2 separate regions of the Callithrix jacchus genome follow, and region 2 is linked to region 1. Evidence: chromatin contacts called from public Hi-C data. All regions are on one chromosome and are shown on one strand. The core of a region is the stretch at or near the end of the contact, and the rest is flanking DNA. Distances in the headings are between cores, read along the strand shown. Region 1 holds the start of TRIM72 (tripartite motif containing 72). Region 2 holds the start of COX6A2 (cytochrome c oxidase subunit 6A2).

The links. Hi-C and Micro-C count contacts between places; a contact is called where the count stands out from the background.
Region 2: a contact with region 1 is called in a Hi-C map of skeletal muscle, with 3 times the contacts expected there. The contact joins the promoter of COX6A2 here to the promoter of TRIM72 in region 1. A contact is called at or near these places in 3 of 3 Hi-C or Micro-C datasets (induced pluripotent stem cells and skeletal muscle).

The regions. Positions count from the first base shown.
Region 1 is chr12:30,732,306-30,737,143 of calJac240_pri, reverse strand. TRIM72 (tripartite motif containing 72) reads right to left here and starts at 2,484. Exons shown (of 7, transcript XM_035267472.3): 1 at 2,287-2,484; 2 at 1,461-1,857. The coding sequence starts at 1,850. PYDC1 (pyrin domain containing 1) reads left to right here. Exons shown (of 3, transcript XM_017978880.4): 2 at 237-278; 3 at 454-651.
Region 2 is chr12:30,933,838-30,938,675 of calJac240_pri, reverse strand. It overlaps COX6A2 (cytochrome c oxidase subunit 6A2), which reads left to right and starts at 2,140. Exons shown (of 3, transcript XM_008987561.3): 1 at 2,140-2,246; 2 at 2,348-2,484; 3 at 2,630-2,756. The coding sequence starts at 2,174. The coding sequence ends at 2,713.

The sequences.
Region 1 (4,838 bases), core at 1,235-3,734:
CTGCTTCCTCACCAAGGACCCAGGGATTGGGTCCCGCCCAGAGCCTTCCGGTCTTCCTCCTCCTTCAGGCTCCCTCCTGGGGTCCTCCCTCAGACCTCCAGCCAGCCCCTCCCGGTGGCGAAGGGCCGGCCTGCCGAGAGCCCCAGGGGGGCTGCATCCTGCCCCACAGCCCCTTTCTAGGCTGTTGGGCTGCCTGGGCCCTGTTCTGTTTCACGGGTTCTGTGCTCTCTTCGCAGATAAAGACGGACGAGTTTGGGAGTTCCAGGGCATAAGCACAGGTGAGCTGGGATGGGAAGGCTCCTGGGAGGAGGCTCCTGCCCTGAGCTAGGGGACCACCAGCCAGGACTGAGCAGAACTAGGCCAGGCAGGAGCTGGCGGGACTGAGAGGCTGGGCCCCTGGGAAGTATGGGGGCCTCGAATACCAACGAAAGGATGGTGGTTTACCCCCTCTAGGATACGGGCCAAGGGGAGGAGCAGTGCAACGCTGGTAAAGCCAGCCCCGCGCGCGCACCAGTGGCGGAAAACAATGGCAGAGTCTCAACCTCGGAGACCGAGGACGCCTCCGTGCCTCCAGATCTCGCCTCCTCCAGCCCTATACCTGGCGTTTATTCTTCCACTGCCCAATAAACATTCATGGAAGACTTTCCTGGGGCTGCGCGCGCACGTGTCCGCTAGTAGATACACGCGTGTGCTTTGACACACGTATTACACGCCCTAGCCGGTGTGCACGCGTCTCTATTTGCCTGTGTCTCGGTGTCTCTGCTGGGTATGTCCTGGCGCACACAACTGCGTGGGCTCCCGAGGCTTTCGGGACTTCCAGCTACACCCAGAAAAGCATCCTGGGTGGAGCTCTCGGTGCCCGCTGGGCCCGCGCCCACATGTGCAAAGGCCGGCGTACCTGGCCATCCTGCCTCCCTTCCGGTAAGGCCAGCCTGGAGCCCATCAGGCCTGCCCAAGTTCCGCAGCTTCAGGGGCGCGTGGGCCTCCGCTGAGGACATCAGGACAGCCCCGCCCCGGCCGCCTGGCTCCCTCCCGAACGCCGCTCCTCCCCCAGCGCCGCGCGGGGAGCCAGTCCGACCCGCCCACCGGGTGCAAGAATACCACTTGGGCCGCTGGCCAGTCCTCGCTCCGCCCGGCTCCGCCCCGCCCATCAGACCCGCCCCGGGGATCCGCCCACCCATCTCCCGGTCCCTCGAGGGGTTCAGGCCCGGAAACCTAGGTTTGCTCAGCGCCCTTCTGGCCAGGCTTCGTCCCCGCGCGGCTTTCCTCTACCAGCCCCGCATTCGGCTCCTCAGACCCTCCTTCCAGGCTGCTTCGCCCCGCCCCCGCTTCCCGCAACTGTAGGTGCTCGGTAGCCTCTCTAGCGGCTCAGAATCCAAGTCAGTGCAGCGACCTCCCCGTTGACCAGGCCCGGCGCCACCGAACAACCCCTCCGACCCCGATGAGCGTGGGTCCCGCACCTTGAGGCGCGCGTGGGCCTCCGCGGCGGGCAGGAGGCGGTGGCCGCGGTGCGAGCCGAGTGAGGCGCACACTCCGCACACCAGCGCTCGGTCCTGCTCGCAGTAGATGCTCAGCGGGTCCAGATGCTCCTCGCAGTGGCCCTGCGGCACCTGCCCCAGCCCCTCCACCAGGCGCGCCAGCTGCAGGTTGGTGCTGAGTGCCTGCGGCCGCGTGGGAGCCTGGCAGGAGGGGCAAAGAACGGTGCCATCGGCAGCCGGCTCCCCGGCCACGCGGCCCAGGCAGGCGCGACAAAAACTGTGGCCGCACTCAGCTGTCACGGGAGCGTCGAACAGCTGCAGGCACAGCGGGCAGGACAGCTCCTGATGCAGGAGGCCGGGCGCAGCCGACATGGCGGACCTGGGTGGATGAAAAGTCGGTTAGGGGGACCCCGCGGCGCCGCGCTCCCGGCCCAGCCCCAGCCCCAGCCTAAGGCCGGGCCCCGCCGCCCGGCAGGGAGAAGCACCAGCCTGTAAAGACCGCACATCCTACACTGGATGGGGCTCTGACGGCCCGGGTGAGACGAACTCGGTCTCAGGCCCAAAAGCAGCCTCCATGGCAATTCTCAGTACAGACCCAAAAATATACCCTATCCGTCAACCCCAGTTCCTGAACACAACCCCAGGGTCTAGCCCACTGTCCTTGCCCTCGCCTTAGCCCCAGGCCCCACCCTCTGACCTCAGCCCCTGCCCCAAATTCCCTAGAACCCCCATTCCGAGACTCCCCTCTCCCACTTTACCACGATCCCCAGCCCTCCCCGCCCCCGTCTCTCCAGTCCCCGGGACTCACAGGTCTGGTTGGAGATCTTAGGCCAAAAGAGACTCGAAGAAGGACCGGTCAGGGTCGGGCCTAGCTGGACCGGGGTCAGGGCTGTGTCCAAGGATCTGAGACAGGCAGCAGGCTCCAAGCAAGGACGGGGACTCACAGGGGCAGCTGGCAGTGGATACTCGGCGTGATGGGCACACAGTGCTCAGCGGAAGACCCTCCCAGACTAAGCCAGGCCCCTGGACTATATTTAGCTGCCCTGCCCAATCCCTCCCATCAGTTCTGGAAACCGTTCTAAAAGTAAGGGCTGAGTCGTCCCCGGGCACGTATCACATGCCAGGTCCACCTGTCTTGGCCCATCCACTGTCTGCTCCGCACCAGCCTGGAGCTAGAGCTCAGAGCCAGCAGGGAGACAGGGCCTCTCACACCATGGAAAAAAAACAGAAAATTGAGGGGAGGGTCTCCCCTTTCTCTCCCCACTCCCACCTTTACACTCTCCAGCTCCTTCCTCTTGCCCACAGCCCCTCTCCAGCGTGTGGTCCACTCATTCCCCAAGCTTATGGCTGACCAAGGCCACTCTGGCAGGATTACCCCACTTGCAGGAGGGCAGGACCTCACCCCACCCTGAAATGTTTTCCTCCTCCAGAGCTGAGGGGAGGGTCTTTTCCACATTGGTCTCTCCAGTACACCCAGAACAAGCCCTGGGACAAAGAAGGTCTCTCTAAATGCTTGGAGAATGACTGATAGAGAGATATTGAATAAGTGAATGAACGGAATCCAGCCTGCAGCCCAGAACTCAATTCGGCCCTGGTTCCTGTATGTGTACCTTTCAAATCTCAACTGAAATTTTATTTAAGTGGCGCTGGGATAACTGGCTAGCCACATGCAAGGGAATGAAACTGGACCCTACCTTTTACCACATACAAAAATTAACTCAACTGGCCTGATGAGGTGGCTCACGCCTGCAATCTCAGCACTTTGGGAGGCCAAGGCAGGCAGATCACAAAGTCAGGAGTTTGAGACCAGCTTGACCAAGATGGTGAAACCCCATCTCTACTAAAAATACAAAATTAGCCAGGTGTGGTGGCCCATCTAAAAATAAATAAATAAATAAAAGTTCACAATGCCTGCACACACAGTATCTACAAAAAATACTAAAAAAATTAGCCTAGTGTGGTGGTGCATGCCTGTGAGCTCAGCTATTCAGGAGGCTGACGTGGGAGGATTACCTCAACCTGGGAGGCGAAGGCTGAAGTGGGCTGAGACTGTACACTGCACTCCAGTCTGGGTGACAGAGTGAGACCCTGTCTCAAGAAAATAAATAAAGATAAAAAAGAAAAGTTGAAATTATTAAAAAAAAAAAACTATTTTACCTTCACTTTTTTTGTGTGTATGTGAGACTGAGTCTCACTCTGACTCCCAGGCTGGAATGCACTTATATGATCTCAACTCACTGCAGCTTCTGCCTCCCAGGTTCAAGCGATTCCCCTGCCTCAGCCTCTTAAGTAGCTGGAAGGATTATGGAACCCACCACCACACCTGGTTAATTTTTGTATTTTTAGTAGAGACAGGAGTTCACCATTTTGGCCAGGCTGGTCTCGAACTCCTGACCTCATGTGATGTCTCCCAATTTTACTTTTAGTTTTTTTTTTTTTTGAGACGGAGTTTCGCTCTTGTTACCCAGGCTGGAGTGCAATGGCGCGATCTCGGCTCACCGCAACCTCTGCCTCCTGGATTCAGGCAATTCTCCTGCCTCAGCCTCCTGAGTAGCTGGGATTACAGGCACGCGCCACCATATCCAGCTAATTTTTTGTATTTTCTGTAGAGACGGGGTTTCACCATGTTGACCAGGATGGTCTTGATCTCTTGACCTCGTGATCCACCCGCCTCGGCCTCCCAAAGTGCTGGGATTACAGGCCTGAGCCACCGCGCCTGGCCCTTTAGTTTTTTTTTTTTTAAAGGGCAAGGCATGGTGGCTCACCCCTGTAATCGCAGCACTTTGGGAGGCGGAAGCAGGAGGATCACCTGAGGTCAGGAGTTCGAAACCAGCTTTGCCAACATGGTGAAGCCCCATCTCTACTAAAAAAAAAAAAAAGAAAAAAAATACAAAAATTGGCCAGGTGTGGTGGCAAGTGCCTGTAATCCCAGCTCCCTGGAAGGCTGAGGCTGGAGAATCGCTTGAACCCGGGAGCTGGAGGCTGTAGTGAGCTGAGATCACGCCACTGCACTCCAGCTTGGGTGATGGAGCAAGACTCTGTCTCAAAAACAATTAAAATAAAAATAAAAAAATAAAAGAAAGAAATTTCATCTAGAATAAAAACCAAAGTGCTCACTGTGGCCGACAATGCTCTATCTGGTACAACCCATTAATCACTCTGACCCGTTTTTCACCCCTTTCCCCATTGATCACTTGGCATCTGGGACTTTGCACTTGCCGTCTCCCCTGCCTAGAACACTCTCCAACCCAGATACTGCGTGGCTTCCTTTTTTTCCTCCCTCAGACTTTGCTCAATGTCACCTTTCCAACAAAGCCTCTCCCAACTCCCTGATTTTAAACCTCCTATCTCCCCAACACC
Region 2 (4,838 bases), core at 891-3,390, 200 kb before region 1:
CCTTTTCCTCTTTTTTTTTTTTTTTTTTTTTGAGACAGTCTTGCTCTGTCACCCAAGCTGGAGTACAGTGGTACAATCACAGCTCATTGCAACCTCCTCCTGGGCTCAAGCAGTCCTCCTGCCTCAGCCTCCCAAATAGCTGGAACTACAGGTATGTACCACCACACCCAGCTAATTTTTTTTAAAGAGATGGTGCCTCACTACATTGCCCAGGCTGATCTCAAACTCCTGATCTCAAGCAGTCCTCCTGCCTGGGCCCCTCAAAGTGCTGGGATTACAACTGTGAGCCACCACATCTCACTAGAATTTTTTGAAATAAAAGTATCTGTCTTCATTTCTGTTTTCTCCAGGCGCCATTATCTTATATAGGTAGGGAGGGGGCTATGTGTGGAGGGAGATGCCAGATATCTTACTGGAATAGGGCCCCATCTTCTCTGCAACAATGCCAAAGTCCAACTGGGAAAAACAACTGTGAGGGAATAATTTTGCAACACTGTATAACAATTGACTGCTCAAGGAGGTTAGTTTTTTTAAAAGTAGAAGCAGCAGCTTAAAGTTGGGTGGAACCTACTTGGGAGGCTGAGGCAGGAGAATTGCCTGAACCCAGGAGGCGGAGGTTGCACTCCAGCCTGGGTAACAAGAGCGAAACTCCATCTTAAAAAAAAAAAAAAAAAAAAAAAAAAAAGTTGGGTGGAACCTAGTGTTCAGTTTATTGCCGCGGAGAAACAGGTATAGGGACCCTTCTTGAAAATGTACCTTCCTTGTTTTTCTTATATAAATTAAATTCAGATTATATGCCTCCATAATTCATTTTTCTTTTGTATATTAAGTTCATACTAGATACATAAACCCTTGATAAAACCTGGAAGTACCTATTGGATTATAATTCTGAAAAGGCATTGCTATAGGGTTAACCAAAGGAACAACATTCAAGCATTCATTACATACTTATTTTTAGAACACCTACTTCATGCCAAGGTCCATGCCGGGTGCTGAGGGCAGAACAGGCACATGTCATCCTTGCCTGGTCTTGTGGCTTTCTCATGACCTGCTTTGATAGAGGGCTCATACCGGCCCTTTCTAGGCTCACTTTCTCCAAGCAGTCATAGTTTTCAGATCGAGAGAATGCACTTTGCAGTAGACACCTGTCAGGCTTGTGGCTGCTCAGTCTTTTGAATATTCATCCTAGACCTGGGGATTTTCCCTACAAGTCCTGCCTCCCTAAGGCAGAATCCAGAGCTCAGTTTCCCAGCCCCTCCTGCAGCTTGGGCACCTAGGGGTTGCCAGTGGGTGCAATCACATGACTCAGAGGAGAGTGACCCAGGATATAGGTTTCATGGGGATGAGGGTGGAAGACTCTGGCTTTCCAGGGCAGCATTAATGAAGTTTTCGGCATTGAGGGTCCAGCAGTGTGAGCTGTGGGGGTGTCACTGCAGCTGGTCAACAGAATGACCTGTTTCTGACTGTGCAGACTATAGGCCTCTCTGGCCATACTAGACATAGTGAGCTACCTGAGATGCTCAATTATCTTTTAAAATTAGTGAGAGTGAGTTCTGTTCTTTACAAAGAACTGTGACTACATAAACTGAACGAGTATTACCTGCCAAAATCTAGGTTGACACATTCCTACCTTACATAAACTTCATAAAAATCATTTAAGGGCCGGTCGTGGTGGCTCATGCCTATAATCCCAGCACTGTGGGAGGCTGAGGTGGGAGGATCACATGAGCCCAAGAGTTCCAGACCACCCTGGACAACACAGTGAGATCCCCGTCTCTATTATTTAAAAATTCTTTTAAGGTATGAATTATTATACATTTTACAGCTGAAAAAACTGAGACCCAAAAAGACAATTTTATTCATTCTACAAATATTTATTAAAGGCTGTGTGCCAGCCACGAGGCATAGAATAGGGAACAAAATATTTTCCCTGCAACTATATAAAAAGAATGGCATTGTACTTTAAATGCCCCCTTGCCAAAATAAGAGGCACAGGACAACAGCTGTCTGGAGACACCCTCAAGCCAGTCAGGCCCCATTTTAAATATAGAAACCCCTAAAAATAGCCGCCTGTACTCCACACTCAACAGGTGATTGGCCAGAGACGGGAGGAGACCCCAGGCCCCAGGAAGGAGAGCCAGGACAGTACTGGTTCCCGGCTCCCCACACCGCCATGGCTTTGCCGCTGAGGCCCCTGAGCCGGGGCTTGGCCAGCGCTGCCAAAGAAGGCCACGGAGGGACAGGAGGTGAGTGGGGAGCGGGCGGATGCCGGGGCTCCCCGACCCTGCCCACCTGTTCCCGGGCCCGCCCCCCCAGGCCCGCCGCATTCACTTCGCTCCGCCCGCAGCTCGCACCTGGCGCCTGCTGACCTTCGTGCTGGCGCTGCCGAGCGTGGCCCTCTGCACCCTCAACGCCTATCTCCATTCAGGCCACCGCCCGCGCCCCGAGTTCATTGCTTACCCCCACCTCCGCATCCGCACTAAGGTACGCGGGACGGGCGCGCGGGGGGCGCGGGACTGGCGCGTGGGTAGAGGCGAGGGACGGGCGCACTGGGACGGGGGAGGGCGCGGGAGGGGCGGAGCCGGACTCAGGGCGCTTACGCGCCCTCCCTCTTCCGCTTTCTCCGCAGCGCTTCCCCTGGGGGGACGGCAACCACACTCTGTTCCACAATTCCCACGTCAACCCTCTGCCCACTGGTTACGAAAGCTCCTGAGGCCCCTGACGCCCACGGGTGCAATAAAGGTGTGAAGCTTCAAGTCCGCGGCTCTGTGGGGAGGGCGGGCCGCGGGGAGCGCTGGCAGAGGCACCGAGTACAGTAAGCGCTCCTGTTCCACGCATGCACACAGCTCGGTGGGCGCTCCACGTGTTTTTCCCACGTCGCTGATACAGGGGTGTTCCTCCCCCATGCACAGGTAGGTGATCCCAGCTCTGTCTCTCTCACCTAGTAATAATGAGTCCTCTCTCTCACACACACCTATTAATAATTAGGGCTCTAGGCTGTAATGGGCTTCCCTATACACTGAATCCCCACAGTAACTCTGGGAGCAGGGTATAATTTTGGTTCCCCTTCTCCAAAGGAGGACCTGAGATTCTCGGGGATTAAATGACTTGTCCAAGTTCAGGCAGTCTGGCAGAGTTCTCCTGGGAGCCCAGGGCTGCAGATCCTGAAGTCCACTTCTTGCCTGACACCTGAGCCACTGGTTCTCTGAATCCCAGCTATCTGGATTTCAGACACAGGCTCCACAGTCCTGTGTGTGTGGCCTGGGGACCTAATACTGGATTTGGAATCTTTTGGTCATTCTCTATGACCTTTCTTAATGGGGCTTCCATTTAGGAAATCACATGCTCCTAGCCTGGCTCTCCTGGCTTCTGGGTACCCCATTCAAGGGGGACAGGAGTTCAGATGAGCTCTGAACATTTCATGTTGGAAACAGATGCTCAGTGCTGCAAAGAAAAATTAGCACTGACACAAAGGATCTCTCAGCAAGGCAATTTTTACTTCCTGCACACACACACACACACTCTTTGACCCTCTCCCCGATACACCTGTCAGCCCCATTAAGAAAAGATGACTGCGCTGAACATGGTGGCTCACACCTGTAATCCGAACACTTTGGGAGGCCGAGGCAGGCAGATCACAAGGTCAGGAATTCAAGACAAGTCTGACCAATATGGTGAAACCCCATCTCTACTAAAAATACAAAAATTAGCCTGGTCTGGTGGCATGTGCCTGTAGTCCCAACTACTCAGGAGGCTGAGAAGAGGAGAATCACTTGAACTCTGGAGGCGGAGGTTGCAGTGAGCCAAGATTGCCCTGCTGCACTCCAGCCTGGGTGACAGAGCAAGACTCCGTCTCAAAAAAAACCAGAAAAACAGGCCAGGCGCAGTGGCTCAAGCCTGTAATCCCAGCACTTTGGGAGGCCGAGGCGGGTGGATCACGAGGTCAAGATTGAGACCATCCTGGTCAACATGGTGAAACCCCGTCTCTACTAAAAATACAAAAAATTAGCTGGGCATGGTGGTGCGTGCCTATAATCCCAGCTACTCAGGAAGCTGAGGCAGGAGAATTGCCTGAACCCAGAAGGCAGAGGTTACGGTGAGCCGAGATCGCACCATTGCACTCCAGCCTGGGTGCAAGAGCAAAACTCCGTCTCAGAAAAAAAAACAAAACAAAACAGAAAAAGAAAAGACGACCTCAGGCATCCGTTGCCATAGAAAGTGAGAGAACTTTTTCAATGCTTACACATAGGTTTCCCCAACTATTCCCAGACTGTCACTCAGGTCCTTGGGTTAGAACTCTCCCATGCAAGGAAAGCGTTCTATAAACATCCTCATTTCATGTGATATTTCTTATACATATAAAATTTTATGTCGGTACCGTGCCTGCTTCTGTAAAAAGTGGGTCATCGCTGAAAATGGTGGACAGACATGTAAAAATATTAGAATCTCTATCTCTCTGAGAAGGTGCTTAGCACCTGGTAGGTTGCTCAGGCCAGTGCAGATCTATGCAGAAGTTGTTTCCATGTAAGTTGATTTATGGGTGCAAGGAAGACCAGCTCACAGGGGTAGAGATGAACAGAAAAGTGGATTATTAGGACAAAGCCACATTTGGGTTTCCTTGTAGTGGCATTTGAAGAAGCCAAGCTATCAGGGAAAGTAAATTAGAAAAGCTGGGTAAGGCTGGGCATGGTGGCTCATACCTATAATCCCAGCACTTTGGGAAGCTGAGGCAGGTGGATCGCCTGATGTCAGGAGTTCGAGACTAGCCTGGCCAACATGGTGAAACCCCGTCTCTACTAAAAATACAAAAATTAGCCCAGTGTGGTGCCACACGCCTG